Linked DNA regions of Zea mays: region 1 is linked to region 2. The links are chromatin contacts, called in public Hi-C maps. All regions are on one chromosome and are shown on one strand. Each heading gives the region's core, a stretch centred on a gene start, on an enhancer-like site or on the middle of the called end of the contact. The rest is flanking DNA. Distances are from core to core; before and after follow the strand shown. Region 1 holds the start of LOC103653918 (heavy metal-associated isoprenylated plant protein 45). Region 2 has its middle 11 kb from the start of LOC103653916.

Region 1 (2,704 bases), core at 37-2,536, 170 kb before region 2:
TCTTCTTCTTCTTCTTCTTCGCATCACGTACATCACATCACGGCGCAGGCGTGGACATTGTCGTCGTGGAAGACGGCGAGCGCGTCGTCGTCGAGGACATGCGTGAAGGCGTGGCAGGGGTAGGATCCGATCGTGGGGTCGTTGTAGCCGTGGCGGTAGTACTTGTTGGTGGCCATGTACGTGTTGTCCTCCAGGTACTGGATCGCGAACGGGTAGTACTCGCCGTCGTACGGCCACGGCCAGAACTCCGCCGCCCTGCCGGTCCGCCGCGCCGCGCGCAGCGCCTCCCGCCGGTCCACGTACCCTGTCACTGTCACCTTCTGCCGATCCATGTCGATCTCCACCGAGCTCACTCCTGCACTGCACAGCTAGCATATCTGTCATGCATACTCCTGATGGATCGGAATTGGGTTTTGTTGGTATATATTTCTGATGAACAGGATGGAGGAATGGAATCAGTCGTGCGTGCCTTCCAGCTGGGACATGGCCTTCCTCACTCGCTTCTCGCAGCCGTCGCAGTCCATGTGCACGTTCATCTCCACGACCTAGCATAGCCACAGAAATGCAAAGCCATGAGGCTGAGAGAGAGAGAGAACAAGAGATGAAGAGAAGCTACCGTCTTCTCTGCTTTCTCATTCACAAATGGGGTCACTCACCGACAACGCGTTCGACGAGGTGGTGCTCCTCTGCGTCCTCCAAAAGCGAAGCATTTTCCAGCCACCGTCCAAGCCGACCGCCGGCTTGGATCGATGGGCGGCGGTGGAGGAGTGCAGCTGGGACGAAGCGTATAAATACTGCCGCGAGCGATAGGAGGCCGACGTTCACGGTAAGTTGCACGAGAGCGACACCGATCGCAGTTCGCCCATTCCAAAGCAGCACGGCGTCTCCCAATACGCGAGGCCAGGGACGGGGATATATGCGCCACGAGCAAATATTGTTCTCCGGGAAAAGATATCTGTTGGCCGGGAAGGGCCTCGACATCTTGGGTGCAGAACAATGTCGTATCACCGGCAGGGCCAGATAATGGATGAGATTTTTGGCCCATGTCCGATCGGTTTCGGTCGCCAGGCTGATTGCTTTTGCTGGGATCAATCTGACCTCTATCGAAGATATCTCTTTTTTTTCCTGGACAAAGTTGAGGCATGAAAAAGGTATAAAAATCTTGTTTTTTTCTTACTAGAAAATAATACGATAAAAATAACGCATGAGAGATAAAGACATAAGTTATTCTGTATTCTTTCTTAATGTAAAGTAAGTAATTATGAAAAAAATATATAAGTTAATCCAGCAATGACGATGTAACCATTAGTTATATAAAATACCTGAGGACTAATTAATTGCACTGTATAAGCAAGAAAACACTTCTACTGTATTAATAAACTACCGGCCCAGATGTAAACATTATAGGTATTGCTTTAGTCATATCATAATCAGATACTTGTTCTGAAATTAAGTCCGCAGTTATTTCATAATATTATGGCGCAGATGCGTAATTTTGTAAGTGAAAAACCACAACAAATTTGTATCTGTTTGTCTTCGACCTTTATACAGAGATGATGCAAAGAGACACTCTCCCTCGGTTTTTTTATTTACCGTGTTTTAGTTTTTTCAAAAATAAATTAGTGGACGATAAAAATTTAAAAATAGGGTAGTATAAACCATGAAAATATCAATCAATGTTTGTTTTAGATTATAGCTAGTTGTTTGAATTGCGGCAGCTGCAATTTATAGTGTAGAAGCTGCAGAAGCCGGCCATTTATACCTCCGGCTAACTCCACCCAAGAGACCAAGAGCTTTGACTGCACCCATGAACTTGCTGTCAGTGGTAAAGGAAACTGAATTTCAGGTCAAACTATATGTTTGTTCGTTTCTCTTTCCCAGTTGCTCCCAACAAATTTGGGAAACAAAGAAAGTTCAGAGTATTAATCTTAAACCATTTGATAGATTGAATCGATGTGATTCTGTGTGTTCTCTGTATTCATATCATAGTCTGAAACTGAAATAGCCAACCTGCAGTAATGCTTTCCCGGAGAACTGGACTATAAAGTTAATGAATTTCAACAATCAGTGGGCACAAGGTTAACCTGGTTGACAAAGTACACTTGTAAACTTTTAAATTTTCTATTATGCAGATGGTGCTGATGTTAGTTAAATGCTTGAATGCAGTGAGTTTTATTACGATGTCTGTTGGAGTCTTCAGGGAGATTGCCAGATGGCATGTCTTTGCCTTTTACTTATGGCTACCTTTCTTTAGGAAAAAAAAACTTTTAGCGATATAATTTAAGCTTGTTCAAGTCAGAGATCATTATCAGTCTATCGCCTAGTAGTTGCAGCTGCACTGCTGCTACTATGAGTATATTAATATTGTTGCAATATGCAGATGGATGTGTGTTTTTTTTTGGTGAAGAGTAAGGACGCGCGTGAGCAGGCTACCTGGGAGAATTGGCCTCATATAGTCATATCTCATGATCTTGCTGTTCACGTCTTGTTATTTGTTGAAGTGTCCTCATCTTGCTGTTCACGTACGTTCTTATCTAAAAGTATTGACCTGATCGAAGGACAATGATGCTCGGCCTTCTTTTAACTGAACTGATTCAGTTAGCAGCATATGAAATATTATTAATGCTTATGTTCATTCATCTGCTATGTGTACTAGGTAGGTAGGTACATAGATGGGTCAAAGGAGCAAGCACAACATCGAAGC
Region 2 (2,700 bases), core at 159-2,658:
GCGTCAGGCTGGTTCGAGCGAACTGGCCGCTCTCGGGAATTCACCGGCGACGTACGGCTAAAATTCACCGGACTGTCCGGTGTGCACCGGACTGTCCGGTGAGCCAACGGTCGGCCGCGCAATCTGCGCGGGACACGTGGCCGAGCCAACGGCTAGAAGAAGGCACCGGACTGTCCGGTGTGCACCGGACATGTCCGGTGCGCCAACGGCTCTCAAATCCGCAACGGTCGGCTTCGCTATTTAAGGAAGGAAATCGGGCACCGGACTGTCCGGTGCGCCAGACGACAGAAGGCAAGAATTGCCTTCCCTGATTGCTCTCAACGGCTCCTAGCTGCCTTGGGGCTATAAAAGGGACCCCTAGGCGCATGGAGGAGTACACCCAAGCATCCTTTGAGCATTGTTGATCACTCACACTTCATTCTTGCGCACTTATTCGACATTCTAGTGATTTGAGCTCCGTTCTAGTGTGCTAGTCTCTTGAGCTCAAGTCTGGGTTTTGTGTGTGCGTATTCGCTGTGATCTTTGTGTCGTGTGTGAGTTGCTAATCCCTCCCTTGCTCCGTGATTCTTTGTGAACATCTTTTGTAAGGGCGAGAGGCTCCAAGCTGTGGAGATTCCTCGCAAACGGGATTAAGAAAAGCAAAGCAACACCGTGGTATTCAAGTTGGTCTTTGGACCGCTTGAGAGGGGTTGATTGCAACCCTCGTCCATTGGGACGCCACAACGTGGAGTAGGCAAGCGTTGGTCTTGGCCGAACCACGGGATAACCACCGTGCCATCTCTGTGATTGATATCTCTTGGTTATTGTGTTGTGTTGAGATCTTTCTCTAGCCACTTGGCAAATTACTGTGCTATCGCCTAAACAAGTTTTTGTGTAAGTTTTAAGTTTTACAGGATCACCTATTCACCCCCCTCTAGGTGCTCTCACCTCCGACTGAAGGACGTCTACCCTTTATAGACGAGCCGCCGCACCCCTTGATTCGATCTGCTAAATTCCAGGAACCGCCCTCTGAAATATCTCGACGTGCAACCGTCTGGAGATCTCGCACGTAACGTCGTTTAGAACTCGTCACGACGCGATCGCGCATCGTCGCAAGTCACAAGTCACACGATAAATAACGCGTAGCGCGAGCGAGCGTGTGCACGTGTGGCAGCCTTCATAGCTCTTTATTTGTATTATGTGAAGAGTAGCGAACACTCCCACACCACATATAAGCTAATTCTTCTATCTAGATGAGCGACGTGGGACTAAAGTCCCATACTATCTCTACATAACAGCTTAGCTTTGTTATTGAATTCGGCCACACACACCGTCCGTCCCTCTGCTCCTCTGCCTAGCTCCCTACCCATCTGCACGGGACGCTTGAGCGATGCATTTGGATTGCTCGAGGTGGCAGTGGCAGGGCCCCTGCGATGCGAGGACGGTGGCGCAGCCGGGTGCGACAGGCTGCAGCCGTGGTATGGTATCCCACACCAATGTGTACTCATTGGCGCAGTTAATTTCAGCTTGCCTCCCTTGCTTATCGCTTTTACTTCGCTGCACGCCTGATGTGATGGAGTCACTGGTCACACTAGACCGTCATAAACCAATGAGCCAATCCGATAATAACTATAATTTAGTCCAGGCTTATTCAGCATAATTTGTTTTAATCTATTCATCATCTAAAATTCCTATAATGATTTTTATTTTCTCGTAAATACGCTTGTTACAAACCTGCTCAGACCTAGAATATTCAAGTGAAGACGAAGACATGGCGTTCTAAAAAAAAGGGGGGGGGGGGGGGGGGGGGGGTGGGGTTGGACAAGGTCAGACCGACGGCGTGCAATGGGAGTTATTGAATTCGACTGCTGACGGCCCATCGTATGTCTGAGTAAACCGGCCTGCCGCATAGTTGAATCATACCCAAGTCTGTGGGCCTTATGGTCATGCGTACCTATTGGGCCAACATGGTGTCGCCTTCCTGTTTATCGTCTAGCCAATCTTATTAGTCCTGTTAACCTTGTGGAATTCTAGATGCAACCTGTATATGATCGCACCGCACCAATCATGCATGAGAGATGTGGCTAGATGTCCCGTTGTCCACACATCAAGTCATCAACGGCATTAAATTAATCACCAACAACCTTGCTACAATCAAACAATTTTAGGACCAGTCTCATAGAGTCCATACGTCGTTCGGCATACTCACATTTGACACAAAATCATTCATCCAGTTAGTGGTGGCATGGTGAGCAGTGTCTTCCACTTCTGCCGAAACGATACCCAAGAGAATTAACGTCAATTGGTTTGTTAGGATTTTTTTTTAAAAAAAAAACTGACATCCTTATTTTCCTGAACCAAACCTTGATCAATTTGGCCACATCCATTCCAGAGAAACGGCAACATTTGTTTCTGACAATATTATATAGGCAAAACAAGCTTCCAATTGAAGTGATGGCTGAAAATAATGGTTTATTGTGGGCGGAGGAACCAGAACATGGCCTCACAGCAGCTGGTCCTAAAAGAGCAGAGGAGGAAGAGGTGGAGCACTATATGGATCTTGGTTTTGATGCAGAAGGAGATGATCCAACAGGAGCTGACGAAAGATAGCTGCGAGGCTAACCGGACGAGTACTTCCTAGTGTTATCAGTGGGCTGAACATTAAGAGCAGATCCTTGAAATATACAATCACAGGAAGTGGTGGTCTTAAGGCCGAAGTAT

Evidence for each region. A called contact is a pair of places that touch in the nucleus more often than the background predicts.
Region 1: a Hi-C map of tassel shows a contact between it and region 2, with 2.5 times the contacts expected there. The contact joins the promoter of LOC103653918 here to the enhancer-like site in region 2. A contact is called at or near these places in 3 of 25 Hi-C or Micro-C datasets (ear, leaf and tassel).

The regions. Positions count from the first base shown.
Region 1 is chr4:161,709,852-161,712,555 of Zm-B73-REFERENCE-NAM-5.0, reverse strand. LOC103653918 (heavy metal-associated isoprenylated plant protein 45) reads right to left here and starts at 1,286. Exons shown (of 3, transcript XM_008680723.4): 1 at 657-1,286; 2 at 470-545; 3 at 1-355. The coding sequence starts at 710. The coding sequence ends at 33.
Region 2 is chr4:161,539,454-161,542,153 of Zm-B73-REFERENCE-NAM-5.0, reverse strand. No RefSeq gene overlaps it. Among protein-coding and RNA genes, the nearest start is that of LOC103653916, 11 kb to the left of the region's middle. Within about 2 kb of position 1,408, at least 16 of the 20 cell types and tissues checked have an H3K27ac peak or open chromatin away from gene starts, as enhancers often do. A contact at or near this core is called in ear, leaf and tassel, where this site is marked.